Regions from separate parts of the Mus musculus genome. Here all the other regions are linked to region 1. Evidence: chromatin contacts called from public promoter capture Hi-C data. All regions are on one chromosome and are shown on one strand. The core of a region is the stretch at or near the end of the contact, and the rest is flanking DNA. Distances in the headings are between cores, read along the strand shown.

Region 1 (2,965 bases), core at 141-2,640:
GAGATATATACACATTATATTGTAAGTACATATTTTTATATTTTTGTATTTTGTTTATGTGTATGTGTGTTGCCTGCAGAAGCCAGAAGTGTTGGTCAGATTCCCTGGAGCTGGAGAGCAGGCAGCTGTGAGCTACTAGATTCGAGTACTGATAACAAACCTCAGATCCTCTGGAAGAACAAGCCCTCTTAACGGCTTACCCATGACTCCAGCCCAAGAAAACATAATCTTAGAATGTAGACTTGTAAAAAACTATTAAGAACTAGAGTATAGGGAAGGAAATGTCGGTGTTATATATATTACACTAATAATATAAGGGACAATTACAGATTGTAGTATCCTGGTGCGTGTAGGATCGTGGAACTATATCGCTCACAAATATGAGATATTTGCGCCAAACATCGTACTGAACAGTTATCTAAGTAGAAAGGTGTTTACAGTAAAAAGATGAAATAGTGCTGGATTTTGGTTGTTTGGTTTTGTTTGTTTTTGCCTTTGTTTTTCTTTTTGGATGGAAGACTTCCCAAACACAAGAAATGGTTTTATATTTCTATTTGTGAGTAGGCTTTGAGGAATAAAAGAAGAAACCGTTTCCTGGTAAGGGAGCAAGTCATATAAGCTAAACACCTCAATTTGTCACACTGACAGCGCTAGCCTCTCTACCTCACTTCTCACAAGTGGCAGCCACTGAGTAAAGACTGGAGTGGAAGCAACCAGATGGTTTACAGCTCAGGAAGTGGGGCACCAGGCTCCCCAGCAGTAGTCACCCCACACCCTATCACGTCCAGGGTTTGGAGTCTAAGGAAGACACTCGGGCCAAAGGAAAATCCAGCCGACCCACCTGACACCAGACTGGAGAACTCCGGAGGGATTTTCCCCGGAGGAAATCTTTTCCAAGCCTCAGCGATGTCCACCCGGCTTGTGGGGGGAGGGAGGCCTCTGAGACACGCCCATGATCTGCAGAGGGAGGAGCCGGCAGAGGGAGGAGCCCGCAGAGAGGGGAGCTTGCAGAGGGAGGAGCCGGCAGAGGGAGGAGCCCGCAAAGATGGGAGATTACAGAGGGAGGGGCCGGCGGAAGGAGGAGCCAGAGGACAGAAGAGCGGGCGGAGGAGGAGCCGGCGGAGGGAGGAGCTGGGGGAGGGCGGAGCCGACGGAGGGAGGAGCTGGCAGAAGGAGGAGCCGGCGGAGGGCGGAGCCGGCGGAGGGAGGAGCTGGCAGAGGGAGGAGCCGGCGGAGGGAGGAGCTGGCAGAGGGAGGAGCTCACAGAGAGAGGAGATTGCAGAGGGAGGAGCCGGCAGAGGGAGGAGACCGCGGAGGGAGGAGCCGGCGGAGGGAGGAGCCGGCGGAGGGAGGAGCCGGCGGAGGGAGGAGCCGGCGGAGGGAGAAGCCAGGGGTAGGAGGCAGGGGCTGAGGAGTTGGTGAAGGTAGGAGCCCGCCCAGGGAGGGCCGGCGGAGGGAGGAGCCCGCCGAGTCCAGGAGGAGGGAGGAGGACGGTCCACCCCGGCGCGGCCGCAGACCCGACGGGCTCCCTGGCACAGCTGACCGGGCCGGAACTGCAGCGGCCACGCGGGAATGGGCCGCCCCGGGACCTAGCGCCGCGGCCAGGGTCGGGCGGAGCCGCCGCGCAGCCGGAGCCATGAACGGGGACGCCATCTGCAGCGCGCTACCCCCCATCCCGTACCACAAGCTCGCCGACCTGCACTACCTCAGCCGGGGCGCCTCTGGCACGGTCTCGTCGGCACGACACGCAGACTGGCGCGTGCGGGTGGCAGTGAAGCACCTACACATCCACACGCCGCTGCTCGACAGGTAGGGCGCCGGCGCGGGGCCCCACACAGACGCGGGCTGGGTGGTCCACAGACCGGCCGCACTATGGCGATGCGCCGGCTCCGCCGCGGCGAGTCCTTAAGTCCTTGGGCTAACCTGATCCAAGGGAGAAACCATCCTGGACGTGCGTCAGACTTTGCAACTCGCCCTGCCTCTCCTCCCACCCGAGGTGTTCCCACTCTCCAAAAACCTGCAATCACGGCCACCTCTAAAACCCTGTTTATTGAACCCGACGTGTGTTGGTACAGTGCTTGTGGGCTTTGCTTTGTTTTAGCTAGCTGTTAGCGGTAAGAGCTGTGGAACTCTAAAAACTGCTCTTGGAAATGAAGTACGCAGTGACTGCAAAATACACACCGGAGTTTGAGCATTTAGCACTAAAAAGAAAAATAATAATACTATACCGGTGTTTTTATATTGATTAAACGTCAAAATATTTTTCTAGGGTTTTATGTGTGTTTCACTCCTGCTCCTGAGCCTGCATATTATGGCTTGGTTTGGTTTGATTTGGTTGGTTTTGTTTTCTTTGTGGTTTATTACGTGCCCTCATGAAGTTCAGTTATCAAATTCTACATTACCAGTTGTTATTCGAGCTCTTGCCTTGGAAGTCCCCAAAGGAAGTGTGCAATGTTTTTTGTAACAGTAAAATGAATCAAAAGCTATTAAATGGTCAAAATTTGTGAAGAATAAAAGTTTTGACCATCCCTTGCCCTGGTATTATTTGTGTCCAGCTCCCACATATTCAGAAGAAAGAAAAAAAAAAAGCGTTGGTTTCTGTTTCTAGGAAAACATTACAACTAAATACCATAGATCTGTGGCTGTATGTGTTAGTCAATGGATCTAGTCAGAACTCTTGTGTGTTTCACTTCCATCAGAAATTGAACTAGACCTTCATTCAGTTCTTAGTGCACTTGCTAACCTTGGTGGCTACAGGCCTCTTCTCCTGCTGGATCTAGTGTGAAAATACAGAGATCATAGCGGCCCTATTGGTCAGAGGCTGTTAACCCTGGGTATCAGGTCAGATACAGCATCAGATAACTAACTCTCTTGCTTCAGCCCTGGTAGAATGTTGGACTTTCATCTGCCTGGAGGCGCCCTCCCTCCCTCCAAGGGCTAGATCACAGTGTATGTGGAGCCAGTG
Region 2 (2,965 bases), core at 237-2,736, 5.6 Mb before region 1:
AAATGCCACTTAAGGCAGAACAAGCAAGCAAACAACATTAAAATCCAACTACTGGACTTTCAAAGGCTTTCCATTATCAAAATTGTGTCTGGAAACCTCCAAGTCTCTCCTGGCACTGAGGAGTCAAGAGGACTGACTCACAGGATTCAGCACATGGTTGTATATTTCATGGTACATTCTATGAACACTCAACCCGACTAGACTGGAAAAGGGTACTTTGCCCATAACTTCCATAAAGTCTCTCTCTTCAGGTGGGTAAGACAAGGACTAAGCAGCAACATGAATCTGGGTTCAGGGGAACCCATTAGAGACTTGGAGCACAGAAACTGTATGGTAACTGGTCATTTTGGCATGAAACATAATGCTGAGTATAGAACAATTACTACTACATCAGAACATGCCCAAACTCCAAGTTTTAAGATGCCAAACAAGGGCCAATGTTGCAGGCAGAGCCATCAAAGGACAGAAGTTTCAGGCCTGACTTCACCACAAACATGTTCTGGCTTTTTCTTTCTTTCTTTTTTTTTTTTTTTTTTGAGGTTTTGCAAACATCAAACGTTACAGCTTTCTTTTAAAACATAAATCTATTGATGTATTTTATATGTATGGCTGTGCACGTGTTTAGTGTTTCGATTTGCATTAGTGAGGTCAGAGTAGCTTCTCTCTTTCACCTCGTGGGTCCAGGAGATTGAACCATCAGGTTTGGCGACCTGCTGAGACGTCAACTTCAGCTTTTAATTTAAATATTATCTAGCACTTGCGTTACCTCTAACAAAGGATGTACGGCTAACGCAATTAATATCACACTTTTCAACTGGCTACAAGCTTCCCTTGTCAAATTGGTTTTTGTTTTGATTTTTTTTTAAGTTTTGGGCTGCTATTCTCCAGCGTGAGAAGAGGAAATGCAAACATCTTCCTTTTAGATACCCGGGCTCAAAACACTCAATTCTATGAACCTCTTACAAGCACTTTGAGATACGTCACTATCATCATCCTTAATTTACACTTGGAACTGGATAGAGGTAAAGTGACTTGCAGAAGTCCGGGAGCCGGACGTGGGCTCAGGTATAGGATCGACCCCTAACCTAATATTTGGCGTCGCCAAAAAGCTGTGTCTAGGCTCTTCGTCAGGCCATGAATGCACCCCAAGTTAGCAGAGCGGGATGTGCTGCGAGGGGAGACCCCGAGGGGACAAGCGGACGCTGCATGCCCGGGTCACCAAAAAGACGAGACTCGGCCTGGCTCCCTCCCCGACCCCGGCTCTTCCCCCCTGCCGCCAGCACTCGGCCCGGGAGGCCGCCTGGTGCCTTTGTGAATCTGGACGCGAGGGTAGGCTAGGAAACCTCTCTTTCTAGGCTGGTTGACGTACAGGAAGGTCTCGTCGCCCAAGCGAAGACACAGTGGTTACAGTGACCCCAAAGCCTGGGCCCCAACTCACCCCGCCCGCCGGGCCGCAGCTTCCACACGCAGGAGCTTCTGCGCCTGTGCAGAGGGGAACCCGGAGAAGGCGGGGCTTGGCGTCCTGGGCGGGGGCGAGGGCGGGGTCTGGTGTTCTGGGTGGGCCGAAGGCGGGACTTTGAGTCCAGACCCAGATCTGGGTTTTCCTTTGGCGGCTTGGAGGTTGGAGCATGGTGGAGGAGTGTAGATGGGATGAGGGGATGGCGCCCTGCAGCCAACTGATTACAGTGCCAGCCACGGGGCCTGGATGCAGGCGCTGGCTTTAGTGAGCTGCGTCCCACTTGCTGGGTGCCTTTTAAGACAGCTTCCCTTGTTCCATCACCCAACTCGGAACCTAAAGTCGCATCTGAGATTCACTCTATATGATTTTAACGTTTTATTTCACGTGGTTCTCACTTCTGAACTAGATTGTACATCACACCTGTAATTCTGCTCAATCCGATCATCTGTTACAACAATGTACACCTTGCTTTTGAGTAAAAACAGTTGGTTTGAAATTTTGTTGTGGGGCTGGAGAGATGACTCAGTGGTTAAGAACACTGACTACTCATCCTGAGATCCTCAGTTCAATTCCCAGCAACCACATGGTGTCTCAGAACCATCTGTAATGGGATCCGATACCCTCTTCCTGTTACAAAAAATAAAAAAATTTAAAAAACAAAAAATAATTTCTTGCAAGCACTAGTTGATGAGCCACAGTCTTTCACAAGGGACAAGTTGTGACCTAATGGATCGTGTGCTGGGGTTGGAGTTTAAAAGAGTTCAGTTAAGAACCAAAAGCTGACTGGGTTTGTTGTTGTGGTTTGTTGTTTCCACTTTTTTTTTTTTTTTTAACTTAAAAATCTAATTCATTTCCATGGGGAAACTTGGCAAAGGAGAGAACTCTTCCTTTATGTTGTTTATAGGAACCATTCATTAGACAAATGCAGTGGAATACAAGCATGCTGGTCAAGATACTAGGTATGGGGTACATAATTGTCTTTTAGAAGGTCATTTTCTTCCAGGGAAAAAAAGAAATGCTGCATCTGTAAGAACAGTTTGGGTTATGATATAATTCCAAAGTCTATATACAAATTTCAAATTTGTCTGTATAAATATCAAGTTTCATATGTTAGTATTGAATTTGAAATAGACTATGTAAAAGATGCAAAAATTTGCATCCTAAATTGTGTCAGGTTTTTGTTTTTTGTTTTTTTCTGGTTTTTCTTTCTTTTTTTTTTTATTAGATCTTTTCTTTATATATATTTCAAATTTCAAATGCTATCCGGAAAGTTCCCTATACCCCCCACCCCGCCCTGCTCCTCTACCCACCCACTCCCACTTCTTGGCCCTGGCATACCATTGTACTGGGGCATATAAAGTTTGCAATACCAAGGGGCCTCTATTCCCAGTGATGGCCGACTAGGTCATCTTCTGCTACATATGCAGCTAGAGACATGAGCTCTGGGGGTACTGTTTAGTTGATATTGTTGTTCCACCTATAGGGTTGCAGACCCCTTCAGCTCCT
Region 3 (2,965 bases), core at 258-2,757, 5.3 Mb after region 1:
TCATTGGGCGATAGGGGTAACCCATATCGGGGACTTAGCACAGAGAGAAGTAAACATTAGCAATTATTATCACAGCTATCATCTAGAGATGGTAAGTTAAGCCATGCAACCAGCAGGTGGTCTGTTCATAAACTCACAAATGATTTCCTTTGGCTTAGTGTAAAACTTCAGTGATGGCATTCCATACCAGAAAGGAACTGTATTTAAAACTTGGCTTAGGGTATTTGCTGTTGTTTTTTGCACAACTTCTAATCATTGTCCCTGATAAAAAGTTTAACACAAGTGATAACAGTTGTGATTCACTTTAGGCATTATAAATGTGCTAAGGTGGGGGCAGGGAGAGGAGGGTGTGGGTGGAGTCTGGTAGTCAGACACAGGCAGGAAAGATCACATGGCTGGGGAGAAGCCACAGAAATGGCCATCCTTTCAGTGTGGAGACAGTCTAAGCTTCTTTATGTTGGTTCCAAGATGAAAAGGCCTGACAAATTCTCTCCAACCACAAAGGAACAAAACCAAGCCAAACACAAAGCAAACACTGCAAAGTAATACCTTATACATTAATGGAAGAAACACCAGCCTTTCCCCCAATGGTCTAGGCAAGCGGCAGGTCCTAGCAGGAGTTATTACTGAGCCTAAGATCTCACTTTAAAGGATAATGCAACGACGCCTGCTTTTTATTGTTGTTGTTCAAATCCCCAAAGATTTAAGTGTCTTTAAACTTCGACCTGGATATAATAGGACATTTGCTGGGTCCCTTAACTTTGGAGACACGGGGAATGGCAGGCAACTGGGCAATTTATTTAATTCAGATATTTGCAATGGATACTCTTAATAATTAAATATACTCTCATCTAACTCCTCGAGCTTAAACAAATCAGACAATAAAATGGTCTTCTAACAGCTGGCCTACCGGTTCCCTAAGGGTTGCCTGGTAACGGCGTGAGAGGCACGACATTTGCAGTCAGGGCCCCTCGCCGATGAGAACGCTGTGGGTCTGGTCAGCGTGGCCCTGTCGTGTCTCAGGGGAGGGACACCCCGATCCACGTCAGGTTAGGGCTGTCAGGTAGGGTCTCAGCTCCCTCAGGCTCGCCCAGGGGCGGGGTCTGAGCCGTGACCCGAGGGCCGTCGAGGGCTAGGACAGTAGCCCAGGCCGCGGGGGCGCGCGGCGGCGGAGGCCGGCTTAGGCGCCCCGAGCAGGGCTGTAGCAGAACCGTCCACCCGCCTGCGTTAACCTGAGAGTTTCTTTCTCCTGGGCTCCGTTCCGGTCGCCGCTGTGCGAGCCGCCGCCGCCGTCGCCTTTGGGCCGCTCACCCAGGTCCAGCCTCAAGGGGTCGAGTCTGCAGAACTTGGTCTCGACTTCATCCAGAAGTTCGTCCAGGTCCTTCGCCATCTTGAACAGACGCGTCTTTCTCTCCCGAGCCTCGCTGGCCGGTGGTTTCCACGGCAACGCGAGAAACCGACGCGCCCGGGAGCGGGTTCCCCACAACCTTCCGCGCCTGCGCAAACCTCCGGGCGACTCGGGGGGCGCGCGCGCTGCCGCGGCGCTGACGGGCGCGCACTCGCGGTGGCAGGGGGTCCCGAGGCCCGGGGACCCGCTGAGGCCGGCCGCCGCGGATGTTGTCGGTGGGTCCTGCGTGCCCGGAGCGCTTCCCTTGCCGTCCACGCAGCCTGTGGGCCCGCTTTGCCCTTCACCTCTCCCGCTCCGCTCCGGCGCCTGATCACAAACAGTCTCTCTTTCCACCCCAACAGCCTCTCTTTCCACCCCGTGGCGACCCCTGGTCGCTTTGGCAGGCTGTATGTTTCATCGGGGAATCTGCAGATCCAAAATTATTCATTCGGTGGCAAAAAACATTCCCTTCCGTAGTCGGCAGGATTCGAACCTGCGCGGGGAGACCCCAATGGATTTCTAGTCCATCGCCTTAACCACTCGGCCACGACTACTGGTGATGCTAATTTTGGCAGGAAGATTCTATGTAGACTCTGCATTGGAAACTTATGCCGCACTCAAGCTGGCTTGGATCGGAGTGAAAAAGCTTAAGCACATTCGAACATTGTGCTTTGAAGAATTCTGCCCCTCTTTTCTGTGACATAAAAGTGTTGGAGCTGAGTCTTCAAAGCTAGAGTGGGGGGTGGGGGGGGGGGTGCGGTCGAGAGGAGAAAGGGAGGGAGAGAAGCGAGAGAGGGGCCCCGGCTACTTTCTTATTGATAGAGGCATTTGCAGTAGAGAGACTGGAATTGCAGGACCTCTGGCCAGCCTCCCAGCTTCCCCGCACACTTCTAGTTTTCCTTTGACAAGCAGCTCCTAGACCGTTTTTCTCTCATTACCAATAAAATAGTGATTCCTATCAATTTATGAATCGCAAGACTGTCTCACCAGGATATGAAGCACTACTTTGAAAAAGAATATAAACCACGGTGCAAAACCCAAAACAAAATAAAGCAAAACAAACAAAACAAGCCCCCACAGTATTTTCAATTCTTATGGTTTGAGCAGGCAGTCATATCTATATAGCCTGGGCTAGCCTTAGAACTTGAGGTCTCTCCTACCTCAGCCTCCCTGGAGTCGGTTTGTAACACAGACCTAGATCACAGCACCGCTTCATGAACATAGCGAGCACATTGCATTTCTAAAGTTGTATTAGCCAAGAAGTCGGCACTCTGAGTTCGGCAGACATCTGAGCCAGGTGATTTGTTAGTTTCATTTACTTAATTCGTTCAAAATAGTTTTAAATTTCCCGAGGAGCAACATGTAACGGTGCGCAATATAAAAATGGTAGGTAACAGCTCACCAGAAGCCTTTGGAAGGATGATGGTTTTTTTTTTTTTTTTTTTTTTTTTTTTTTTTTTTTTTTGGCGGCCTATTGTTGAGTGCAACCATTACTTAAAATGTAATGTTATAGTAAAACAAAGGTAATGTCTGGCAAACTCTAGCTGTTTCTCTGCGTGGCCTTGCTGCTGTCGAGCC

What was found. Promoter capture Hi-C pulls out the DNA fragments that hold promoters and counts their contacts.
Region 2: a contact with region 1 is called in a promoter capture Hi-C map of pre-B cells. The contact joins the promoter of Usp45 here to the promoter of Ripk2 in region 1. A contact is called at or near these places in 3 of 39 promoter capture datasets (cranial neural crest, liver and pre-B cells) and 3 of 484 Hi-C or Micro-C datasets (CD4 T cells and CD8 T cells).
Region 3: a promoter capture Hi-C map of pre-B cells shows a contact between it and region 1, with 3 times the contacts expected there. The contact joins the promoter of 2610301B20Rik here to the promoter of Ripk2 in region 1. A contact is called at or near these places in 1 of 39 promoter capture datasets (pre-B cells) and 2 of 484 Hi-C or Micro-C datasets (B cells and CD8 T cells).

What each region holds. Positions count from the first base shown.
Region 1 is chr4:16,162,068-16,165,032 of GRCm38.p6, reverse strand. It overlaps Ripk2 (receptor (TNFRSF)-interacting serine-threonine kinase 2), which reads left to right and starts at 1,390. Exons shown (of 11, transcript NM_138952.4): 1 at 1,390-1,809. The coding sequence starts at 1,637. It overlaps A530072M11Rik (RIKEN cDNA gene A530072M11), which reads right to left and starts at 923. Exons shown (of 7, transcript NR_045765.2): 1 at 842-923.
Region 2 is chr4:21,774,791-21,777,755 of GRCm38.p6, reverse strand. It overlaps Usp45 (ubiquitin specific petidase 45), which reads right to left and starts at 1,486. Exons shown (of 18, transcript NM_152825.2): 1 at 1,439-1,486.
Region 3 is chr4:10,873,040-10,876,004 of GRCm38.p6, reverse strand. 2610301B20Rik (RIKEN cDNA 2610301B20 gene) reads right to left here and starts at 1,507. Exons shown (of 6, transcript NM_026005.3): 1 at 1,233-1,507. The coding sequence starts at 1,390. It overlaps n-TSaga9 (a tRNA gene), which reads right to left and starts at 1,941; the gene lies at 1,860-1,941.